3 separate regions of the Mus musculus genome follow, and all the other regions are linked to region 2. A link is a contact called in public promoter capture Hi-C data. All regions are on one chromosome and are shown on one strand. Each heading gives the region's core, a stretch centred on a gene start, on an enhancer-like site or on the middle of the called end of the contact. The rest is flanking DNA. Distances are from core to core; before and after follow the strand shown.

The links. Promoter capture Hi-C pulls out the DNA fragments that hold promoters and counts their contacts.
Region 1: a contact with region 2 is called in a promoter capture Hi-C map of pre-B cells, with 4 times the contacts expected there. The contact joins the promoter of Lrrc49 here to the promoter of Glce in region 2. A contact is called at or near these places in 2 of 39 promoter capture datasets (the C10 cell line and pre-B cells) and 1 of 9 other capture datasets (liver).
Region 3: a promoter capture Hi-C map of erythroid cells shows a contact between it and region 2, with 21 times the contacts expected there. The contact joins the promoter of Iqch here to the promoter of Glce in region 2. A contact is called at or near these places in 4 of 39 promoter capture datasets (the C10 cell line, erythroid cells, liver and 1 more).

The regions. Positions count from the first base shown.
Region 1 is chr9:60,686,074-60,689,863 of GRCm38.p6, reverse strand. It overlaps Lrrc49 (leucine rich repeat containing 49), which reads left to right and starts at 1,730. Exons shown (of 17, transcript NM_145616.4): 1 at 1,730-2,052; 2 at 2,669-2,725. The coding sequence starts at 2,005.
Region 2 is chr9:62,120,529-62,124,663 of GRCm38.p6, reverse strand. Glce (glucuronyl C5-epimerase) reads left to right here and starts at 2,055. Exons shown (of 5, transcript NM_033320.5): 1 at 2,055-2,179. Mir5133 (microRNA 5133) reads left to right here and starts at 2,070; the gene lies at 2,070-2,146.
Region 3 is chr9:63,600,283-63,603,952 of GRCm38.p6, reverse strand. Iqch (IQ motif containing H) reads left to right here and starts at 1,460. Exons shown (of 22, transcript NM_001311098.1): 1 at 1,460-1,586. The coding sequence starts at 1,536. It overlaps Aagab (alpha- and gamma-adaptin binding protein), which reads right to left and starts at 1,307. Exons shown (of 10, transcript NM_025857.3): 1 at 1,182-1,307. The coding sequence starts at 1,254.

The DNA of each region.
Region 1 (3,790 bases), core at 481-2,980, 1.4 Mb after region 2:
TGAACTAACGCCCGCATTCTCATGCAGCTCCACACTGCTGACTTGGCTGCCCAGTTCTTCCCCCAAGCTTCAGCTCAGCACCACATCTGTGTCCCTGCGAGCTTCCCTGTTTTTAGCATTCAAGACATTGCCTGAAAATGAGTTAGTGAAGAGAGGACAGGCTGAACACAGGCTTCAGAAGCAAAATACATGGGCCAAGGGTTGACTGTGATGACAATCAATGCTTAATTAATATGGTAAGTATTGTGCCTCAGACATTACTCCAAGTAACTAACTCTCTACAGCTCTGGAAAGGCTTTGGCTGAGATGCGATAACATCTTTCTATTACAGATGAGGAACCTGGGCATAGGAAGCATGCTTAATTATTGGCAGAACCATAACTGAAACCCATGAGTTGGCCACCAAGTTTATTCTTGTAACCACCATGATTTCATACCTTAGCTAACCTCCACACCCCACCCCCACACATAAAGATAAATATTTTAAAAAACATAATATGTAAGTCAGGGATCAGGAGAAACTATATTTGAGCTTATTGCTTTAAAAAAGGGACAGAACTTTATTGATGGTGCCAGAAAATGGGAAAAGGAATAACTATGGTTACTGCCGGGAACAGGTGAGCAGTCTCAAAAGAGAGGAATGCTGAGGAACCAAAAGATCAGCATTATGTCTATGAACTCTTCAGGACAGTGGTATTAATAGGATGGTAGGGAAAGGAGAAAAATCATGCAAGGATGTGTAAGTTGTGTTCATAATTTTGATCCAAAAATTATATGTTTACATTCCAAATGATGATAGAATATCACTAAAGGAAGGGTCTTAGGCATCCACCCAGATGTGGGAAGCAGGTTAGTATTACAGAAAGAATATTGTTCTGGTGACTGGAGGTATAATAAGAATTCCAGGCCATTGAAGAAGTTAATTTTTGGATGTGTCTCCTCACATAAAATGGATAGGTTTGGACTAGTTGAGAAATAAGGTTGCCTTCAGCCCTGTCATTCTATACAAGTCTCACAATTCAAAGTCAAAATGTCAGTTACAGACCACTTAACTTCTTGGCAACCTTTTCTCAGATTTAGAACTAAACATTCCTTCTGCACTGTCATAGAGCCACTGTTTAATCCACATAATGGTCATAGGGTGGAAGCTGGATTGTCCCAAAGAGGGCTTGGAAGTTTTTAAGAGAGCAAGTAGTGATAATTCGATGCAAGGAATATGTAATCAGTATTTGGGGGTGGGGTGGGGGCAGAAAGGTATGCAGTGAGGAGATGACTGGAAGTTTGTTTAGCTCGCCAGGAACATGAACTTGAAGGCAGCCAGTATCAGTCAAAAGAAGCTTAGGGAAGGGAAGGGGTTATTAGCAAGACTTGTCTTCAGTAGTAGCTTCACAGCTTTAGTCTTTTTTTTTTTTTTTTTTTGGACAGATCGATTGTCTGGCGCACTCCGTTCCTCTGCCCGCAGGGGCCTCAGGAAAGCTGGCTTCCCTTCACTATCTCCAGGTCGGATTGTATCCTTCCTTGTCTCGGCTTAGTGGAAGGGCCAAATTAAATGGGAAGGTTATGAGCACCTTCCTCCAGCTCTTCCCTGCGATCTTGCCAGGAAAACAGGCAGCAGCAGGCAGAGGGAATCAAACTTCCCGCGGGCAGTGTTGAGGCGGGTCCTAAAGAGGAAAGGACCGGAAGTCATGGTTGCCATAGCCACCGATGTGTCCTCCCTCTTCCTCGTCTTATCCTCCTCCGGATCCTCCCGCTGTTTTCAAGCGGCCTGGAAAAAAAAAAAAAATCCAGAACGAGGAAGTGCTGACGCACGGGGCCCCACAGATACTCCCCGAGGCTAGCCGCCCGGACGGCCCAAAGATCTAGGGCGAGGACCAGACCGGAAATGGTGGTTTCTATGGTAACCCCTGAGCGGGTTGCCTGGGAGATGACCCCTTTTGGTCTCTTTGAATCTTAGCTGTAGGATTACCTCGAAGGAGGATTGAACATCCTGGACTGTCTCCTGCCATGATTCCCGGAAAATATCGCTCCGTTTCTGGCCGAGCTGCAAATAACGTGAGTTGGGCCTTCCTGATTTTTCTTCCTTTCCGATAGTAGTCTTGTCCTCTCTGACTGGCGTCTTTGTCCTAGGTGATGGGCTGTATTACTGGGATCGGGGCGACTGAAGCTATTGTCTCATTGAGGCTAGGGTTTCCTGGGCTAGTCCAAAGCACTCTGAGAGTTTTTGAATATTGTATGATGGGTGTTTAAAATCTTGCCCAGGGCCCGAGCTCCCCAGAAGGTGGAGCTGGTTTGCTAGGCAAACACTGGGATTCCTTTAGTTATCCCCCACCCACTTCTTCCTTTTTTTCTATTGAGAAAGGAACCTGTTCTTAGACACTCCCACCTCCTTTATTCAAGCACTGACATCCTGACTGGCAACAGAAATGTCGGGGCTCCAAAGCCTGAGGTACAAGGTGGGTGAAATCCGTGCCTCCGACATTTTGAAAAATAAATTAATGAAAGCATTTGACTTGATTTTACTTGATTCCTAGACTTCAGAAAATGCTCATTTACCAGAAAAGGCAAAGAAAGATGGAATATTTGACTGTGTTCCATTTCTTATAATGTGTTTATACTATGGTGTGTATGCATTAAGAAATCATTTTATAATTTAACTTTTACATTTCAGGTGAACTGTGGACTTCATCTGGTTATTCAAACGTCGTCACTTTCTGACAAAAACAAAGTAAGATTTAAGCAGATTTGTATTTAAGTTGAAAATAAATGGTCAGATATTGTACACAAATACTTGTATATTTTATATATAGATTCTGACCTCGGGGCTGAGGGTCTCTTATTTTGGTTTTCAATGTAAAGCTGACTTTATTTTCTGTCTACTTTCATAAAGCCAAATCATCCCTCTTGTATCAATTTAGGTCATTCCATTACAAGAGCCCCTCCCCTTACATTTAAACATTTCTGGTGAAGGTATTTCTTAAAAGTGGTTGTATGGCATAATTTAATTAAGAAATGCTTTCTTCCTTAGACATAGGTAAAATGATGGTATCATTCTAATGGTAGCATCTCTGGAAGGATAAAATGGGACATTTTAGGAGGATTTCACTTTGTGATTCATTTTAAATCAGAAGAAAAACTAGCTTAGCAGAGGAAATGTTAGTGTTTTAATAACGTATTGAGTGTTAGATTCTTATTTTGTGTGTGTGTGTGTGTGTGTGTGTGTGTGTGTGTCTGTGCATCCGTCTCTGTGTCTCTCTGGAGGCCAGAGGAAGTTGTCAGATGCTCTGGAGGTGGTGTTACAGGCAGTTGTGACACCTGTCATGGGTACTAGGAACCCAACTCAGGTCCCATGGAAGAGCAGCAGTGGTCCTAACCACTGAACCCTCTTTCTACACCCAGACCATTTACTTGTAATATCTTGGTAATTTCCAAAGTCTCTGGCTTTTCATTTGGTTTTTGAGATACATTTTTTTTCTTTCTTTCCTGCCTCACTCACCTCAGCACTCACGCATGCCCACTCCCCTATGCTAGCCGTACACAATACACTTCTCCCCTTAAATAATGTGTATGCTCTCAACCGTCACAGTTCATTTGTTCCCTAAAACATTGTGAAGTGGACATCACTGGAAGGACTCTGTAGTATAAAGGCCGGAGTTTACAGACAGCAGCAAGAAGAGACTAAACGGAGGCCATAGGAGGTTTGAATGGGAGGGGCCACTGATTAACAGACTGCAGCTGACTAGTTACATTTGGATGTCAAAATAGCCAACCCTTCCCTGTGTGACTCCCCTGA
Region 2 (4,135 bases), core at 806-3,305:
ATATACACATATATATGTATTTTATATATATACATTTGATAGAAGTGCTTTCACACCTAGCTTCCTTACAGCCTCTACAAATATTTGAATTTGTTCGGGTTTCCCATTTAACACCAAATCAAGTCCAATTACTGTGGCTTGGTAGTCAAAGCCTTTCACTATCTGGCTCCTTTCTGATCTTGCCCCCCACCCCCACCCCAGATGGGGGAATCTATTTACTGAGCCATCCAACCTGCAGCCTGGCTCAGCTCACATGCTTTTTATCATTGCTCTGGTTTAGATTATTTTCTCTGAAAAGCTTCCATTTCTGCCTTTAATTTATATGGGCCATCCTAGTATTTTACCACCCAGCTCAAGCTTCAGAGCTGCCTCTCTTCCCTCTGGATTTTTCTAACAGCTTTTGTCTGAACCAATTTGTGGCTCTCAGAGTGTGCAGTGGTGTGTGGACATTTTTCTTATTATGCACAAGGTGTGCAATAAGATAAGGAGTCATCAATATTCAACCATTTTCAAACTAGGAGAGGGGACTTTAAAAAAAAAGTAGCTAAAGAATGAAAAGAACACAGTTAGGCAGGTGCTAAAGGAAGACATCCTGAGCGTTGTCAATGAACCTCCGAGAAGCCATTGGGGAAAAAGTCCCACCAAAGAGACCATTTGTCTAGTAGGAGAGAGGTCTTTTGAAACTGTTGGGAGAGCAGCAGATTGTGTGGGCAAACGCAGTATTGTAGCAGGGAAATAAGGGATGAGAAGGTGGGGACCACAATACACTTTAATTTTCTCAAGACGTGGGATTCTCAGGACAGGGCAGCTCGAGTGGATAGAACCGGCAGGGTAGTTGTGTTCTGTTCAAATAACAGGGGATAATGAGTGTGTTCTGGGGATAAAGGGGCTAAAAAATTGATAATGGGGGTGGGGGTGGGGGTGGGGGAGCTGACTGAGTCTGGGCCTGGCTGAGGTCCAGTGCACAAGGGCAGGAGTTAACCTTGAGAAAGAGTAAGGCTACTTTTTGTGTTGGGCAAGGGAGACTAGGGGAAGATGAAGGAAAGCTACAGGGCAGGCATAATAATGAGTGAAGGGACTTAAATGTGAGGGGGGAATGGGAAAGGCTAGGAAAGCCCAGTTTCTGAAGCCAGTACAGATAAGCACCACAGTTTCCATTCCTTCCTTTTAGATTTATTGAATGCTCTATACCCTACCTGTGCTAAACATTACTGGGCCCTATGGTCTGTAAAGATACAAGTTCTCGGGTTTGTTAGGTTAGCACTCGTTTGAGATTTCGTTCTTCATCTTTGTGGAAGACTTTAAGTAGAACGCACAAATGAATTAGAAAGGTCCTTTGTTGGACCAGATAAACTGGGTTGGAGCTTAAAGCACCCGTGACGATATCATCGCCGTTTGAAATAAAAACGGAAGAGAGTCCGAAATGGGAGAAAGCTACACTAAAGGAGGAGACCGAAGTGAGTAAAGTGAGGCTGTAAGTCTTCAGGCTGGCAGATGGGACCTCCCTGTTCACTTCAGAGAGCAGTGAAAACGCACGGACAGCTCTTCGGTTTAAGCACTATTTAGTTCAGCTTCTCCGCTAAGTGTCTCTACGGCGGCCGAAGAGGACCAAACTTTGCCCAAACCACGTCATCTAAAGTACCTCTGCAACTGCCCAGGTAGCAAACTGACATCGGGTCAGCAACACCTTCGCCCGCAATTTATTGATGATAGGCGGGGAGAATTAGCTCTACTCTTTTGCAATTGGTCACAGGAGAATGCGAGTCCCGCCTTCTGCGCTGCCACCGTTGATTGGTTTTTTGGAACTGTCATTCGAGGACTCTCCGCCCCCTCATCATAGCTCCTCCCCTTAATATGGCCCCTCCTCTTGGTGACCCCGCCTTCTACACCGAATCTAACAGGCTGACGGAGCTGCCATTCGAAGAGCCTCCGTCCCGCCCTCTCCTCCCCGGCATGGCCTCGCCCCTTACCGTGGCTGGGATCTCGCGGGAAGAGCCGCGGGCACGGCGGCGGCTCGGCTCCCCAGTAGCGCGCCGAGCGGGCGGGCTCTCCTCACACGAGCGCTTCCTCGCCGAGAGGCTGGAGCTGCGGCAGCGCAGGCCTGGGCCGCCGTGTCTCTGCCGCTCGCTTCAGTTTTCCTCAGGGCTCTGGGGGCCGCTCGTCCGCCGACGCGCCTCAGGTGAGGGAGCTCGTCGTGTCGTGGCTGAGGGGCGGCCGTGGCAAGTGGGCTCGCGACGGGGGCGGCTCCCGGGGATGCGCGGCGTTCCGAGTGCGGGGATCTTGGGTGACGCGGCGGGGGCTGGGGTCTCGGGGCTTCTTTGGCTTTGGAGTGGGGGTGGGTGGCTGCCCAGGCGGTCCCGGGTCTCTAGGGTCGCGGGAGCGCGTCCTGTGTCCTGCCTGAGAGCCCGGGTGCTGGCATAGCGCGGTTCTGGGACTTGGAGACCATTTCTGGCGATCCCGTGCAGTTGAGGGGCTTGGGATACAGTTTAGCCTTGTCCGGAGGGCACGGGGAGACCTATGAGCGGAGAGGGGTCCGCTTGGCATTCCTGGGGTAAAGCAGGAGGATGTCAGGGTTCCAGAGACTTGGGTTTGTTTAAGGTCGCCATGGGGTGATAAGACGATGCCCGTGTCCCTCCCGGGAAGGAACGGACTGGGTGGGTGTGGGTGGGGGCGGGAAGCGTGCATGGGGAGACCAACATTTGTATTGGGGTTTCTGCTTCGCCCAGAGGGGGGCGGTAACTGTGCGTGATGGTCCCCATTCTTTTTCGGGGCGACAAGGAGGGTGATTTTGCCGTGTGGGCGCGGCTCAGCGGTCTCTGGGTCTCCAGGGGTGCCAGACCCGGTTTCAGGAGCCACCCCATGGCACTGCTTGTGGCTTTCGGTATCTGACGGTCTCGATCTGGTCTCTCTCTCTTTCTCGATGAGATTTAACTCAGTGCTTCTTCGTTGGACGCTTGATCGGGGCAGTTGCCTAGTTGGAGACACAGTGGGCTTGTTCTGCAGTTTTCTTTTCTTTGCCCCAGGATACCTTTGGGGACGCGCTGGTGTCGCCGGAGCTCTGATCTCCGGAGGAGAGGAGAGGAGCGATACCAGACTTGAGCATGTTGTCTGGAATACCTGACTGTTGAGTGAGGGTTTAGATCTGAGGGTAGGGCGGCTGTGCGATTTGGGCTTTCTGTTTTAGGTAGTGTTTGATGGTCTTGCATGGTTAAATCTGTCCTGAATTTGCCTGGGTGTTAGGTAGTGCCAAGAAGCATCCTTTCTAAAGGTTTTGTGGAAGAGGGGTAATTAAAAACAAAAGTGTAGCATATTATGTATGTATGTCTCAAGTCCAGATTTCTACAAAAGCGTCATTGGCAACCTGTTAATGATGCCCTATTGAGCTTCTTTAGAGAATTCTGGTACATCAGTTTTTACCGTGGTTTGAATCTTACAGAGTTCTTGAAGACTCTGCCAGACTTAGGTGGAACTTAAAATGACTTATAGGTATCTGCCTGTGAGTGGTTTAAAAACGTGTGTCAGAATGTCTGTACATTTGCCTGAGAATTCTCCTGGTTAGGCAGTCTAATGTCACTTTAGTCTAAGGAAACATTGCTGAGGTGCTTGTAAACAGAAAATATGATATAAGCAGGCAAATTGAAGTATCTTTGCTTTGTCAGTCTTTTTCTTGTCAGTTTTTTTTAAAGATAATTTCTTCTGTCTTTTTAATTAGAAAGATTGGGGACAAGTTACTAAAGCTTTGAATTTTGCAATCATGTAAAAACAAACAAAGGAATGTACTGCAGTGCTAATTTGGGCTTTGGGGCTGGGTATTAGGTTAGTTTTCATTTTCTCACACCTAAGTATGGGATCATCTTTTATGATCATCAAAACTGATCAATTGAGCAAATATTTGGTTGAAACCAAAGCCCAAAAACTCAGTTTGAAAGACAAATGACAAAGTAGCCAAATTTCAGAAGCTTCAATCTCAATCTCTCTCTCTCTCTCTCCTCTCTCCCTCTCTTCCAGACCCTCTCTCTTCTCTCTCTCTCCCTCTCTCCCTCCATCCCTACCTCCCAAGGCTTTCAAACTTCAAAATAAGCATAGACTAACCCATCAGCAAAGGCAGGATCATCTGTTAGGCGTCATGATGCTA
Region 3 (3,670 bases), core at 211-2,710, 1.5 Mb before region 2:
ACTAAAAAGCAGAAAACACACACACACACACACACACACACACACACACACACGTATATTCGCGTATGCACAACAAAGGCAAAAAAAACAAAACAAAAACAAAAACAAAACCCTGAATTTTATAGCCCTTAGGGTCCAGAAGCAAAAGCACTGGGTGCAGTAACACCTCAAACTCATTTTTTTCCGGGGAACTTTCACCTCAGAAAGAACTCAAGAAATGTAACTGCAAGTGAGGGGGCACCCAACAAATATCATGTACACACAAGTATGCATGTATGTACATTACACACACACACACAATCAAGGGGAGGGAATCAAGAACGCCCACAGCTCTCATCTCTAAGGGAGTAAGCGTTTATTCTGGAGCCAAATATGAGGGATCATGAAAAGGGAACAGGAATCAGGGGTGCCTCAAGTCAAATGTTCCAACGTGGCAATAACAATTCCATGGTGTTCTTATAGGAACAACAAAGCTACATATCAGGATGTTCTAAAAATACATTGAGGGGAACAACAGGTTGGTGGATTACAGCACATCGTGGAAGCCCTTGCTGTAGGCCTCAGACACCAACTGATAAAATTCTTAGCCTTTGGGTTGATGGAAGCTAGGGGGTCTGTTTGCTTATTCCCAAAAGGACTTTACCTGATAGTCAGAGGATATTAGGTCAGACACAGAAGTGGGCAACAAATGGCTAAGAAGGAGACTAGAGACAGTCCACGAGAATCTGGCTACAGTTATTAAAATTCCAGCTCTCCACAATCACAGGAGTTCTGGTCAGTCCATCATCCTGGCAGAACACTAACGCGCGTGCATTTTTTGTTTGTTTGTTTTTTTGTTTTTTTGCTGAGCACTTCAGTTCACAAGAGGAACCACTACCCCAGCAGCAGGGGCATAACCCCCAAACACAACACCGCAACTCCAGCGCCTTACATTCGTCTAAGAGCACAATTTCCGGGGTCTTGAATATCATCTTAGGGGGTGCTTGCCACCACCCCTGAGGCGGGAGGTCAGAAACCGGCCTCACTTTACACAGGCAGAAGGTTAAGCGCCTGGCGCCGAGACCTGCGGAGGAGCCGGAGCCTAGGGCCCAGCTCGGGCAGAGCCCGGGAGAGGTCGCCGGCCCTGCGCCCATGGCTCTGAACTGGGCCTTGCAGCCCGGCTCAGACGTCGGGTTACTCACGTTGCACCAGCCGGTCCCCGGTGAAGGTGGCGGAGCAGCTGGTAACCAGCGCGCAGGGTACACCGGCAGCCATCGCTGCGGCAGAGCGGGTTCCGCGCCGGCGCTGCTTCCGCCTTGGGCCGTACCACTGCAGCGGGCACGCGGGGGAGATGATCCGGGCACGCGCGCTGGGCGGGGCCGCGCGCTGGGCAGCCGAGGCTCCGGCTGGCCCTCACACCCCCCTTCCCCGCTCCTCCAGTGGAGCGCGCCGGTCGCGCGCGCCGCGTTGCTATGGTGACGGGTGCCCGCACCATCTAGGAGCGCTCCGCAGGAGGCCATACCTCCGGAGCCTAGTGTCTTCTGCCCTCCTTAGTCATGGCGCAGGCCCAGGAGGACAGCGACCCCATTGGATCCATCCTAATCCAGGTGGGAAACAGGCCGGGCTGGCGGCCGCACAGACCTCCCCTCGAACCCCGAAACCTGTGATCCCAAGCACCACCATTTATTCTCTCGGCCCTATAGCAGGAAACGCCTACACTTTAGGGCATCATGCTCTGGGGGTTGAACACAGGACATGCTAGCGCCAAGCAAGTGCTTTACCGCTAGGCTGCATCACCTGTCTTCCTTATACTTCGGGCCCAGATGGTCATTGACTGTCTTGGAGCACCCTCTACAATCCAGGCAGGCCTGGAACTTGTGATCCTCCTGCCTCAGCCTCCTGAGTAACTGGGATTATCAATCTGTACTAGCAGGCTGGGGTGCTCAAGGCACCATTTAAAAATAAATTATGAAATGTTTAAAGTCCATCCATGGCTTGGGGATGTGAAGGAGAAACAGATTCATCATTAGGAGGTGGTGAGAAGTTCGAAGAGAACGTGAGCTATGGGACCCGTGCTTCTTAACCTACAATAGTCACTGCTTGCTTGGGAACACACACCCAAGCTTTTTTTAAAATTTTTTTTTCTTCGAGACAGAGTTTCTCTGTGTAGCCCTGGCTGTCCTGGAACTCACTCTGTAGACCAGGCTGGCCTCCAACTCAGAAATCTGCCTGCCTTTACCTCCCAAGTGCTGGGATTAAAGGTGTGCGTTACCAAACATATTTTTAAGATCACCTGGATTACAAAACAACATAAAAAATGAAAACTTGGAGAAATATCTTATTTATAATCTAGGGAGAAAGCTCTCAAAGACTTGACTTCTCCAGTGTAATTCAGTTTGTGACAGTTGAACAATTTTTCTGAAACAGCTAGGTTGGTTTGGTTTTTTTTTTTTTTTTTTTGCTTTGTTTTGTTTTGTTTTTTTCCGTGTTTAGGTATGGGTCCCTTTAAGATGGTCTCACTTTAAGAAGTTCTGTAAGACCCCCGATGCTGGGCCTCTGCTCAAGTCCCGGGATGAGCTGGCCAACACCCCAACATCTCGAGAGAAAACCACACCTGATGCAAACTGCAAGAGGTTTTATTATCAGCTAGCTGAGGACGAAGTCCCTCCACAGTGCAGGGCAGGGGAGTTCGACCCGAGTGGTGACAGTAGGGGGCTTTTAACAGCTAGCTGAGGAATTGGGAGAGGTGTTGGGAAGAGTTGGGAGGAGAGCTGGGAAGAGTTCTTCTCTTCTGGGTGTCCTTGGTGAAATTTACAAGGCAGGTGTGGGGAGTGAGTTCTTTCTGAATTTTTATCTCCGTGTCCTCGGCACAGGAAGGCAGGCATCTCTGGTTGTACAGTATAGAAACAAAAAGGCTTTTTGCTGGCTATAGAGAACAAAGAGCTTCTTTCTAGCTATATTTTTAGAGATCAGGGAAAACAAGCTTGGGGACCGTCCAGGGGCTTTACCTTCCTGGGAGAAACGCTCTAAGTCGGGGTCCCACAGTTCACCATAATTTCTAACTCATATTTAATTGACAAAGGCTTGAGATAGCGTCCTGAACGCTTTAGAATACACATCCTAGTACACCTTTTTCAAAACTCCAGAGTTCCTAAGCCCACTAGCTTCATAGACATCCCCGTTATGAATTGGACCTAAATCTTACCTGTATCACACTCAACAATTTCCCCTGTGGTGAATTTAGCCAAATATAACACCAGCGAGGACAGTCCCCACCCATGTCCTCACTGACACCAACTGCAAGGTCATGTATGAAGCTCTCGAACAACCCTCACGTCAGTTAGGCTGGCTGTGAGCCTATGAGTCCCATGGCACTCTCACATTTTATTTGTGAGAAAGGCTCATGGAAGTCAGAGATGAGCTACCCTGGTGATTAGGATTAAAGTTAGCCAAGGAGAGAGATGCATAGCAGAGTCCAGGGGCCATCCCAGAAGAGGTGTCAGGTATCACCTCCTTCCAGGCACAACGTGTGACATCGTGTGACATCGTATAGAAGCTGGACAACTAGAAGAACTTCCCTGAGCTTTCTCCAGTCAGAGCTGGGATGTTGCTCAAACTCACATGGCCCTCGAGGCTGACTCTGTGAAGACTCCCGTTCCTCCACACGTCACAACAGACACAGGGCAGCTCA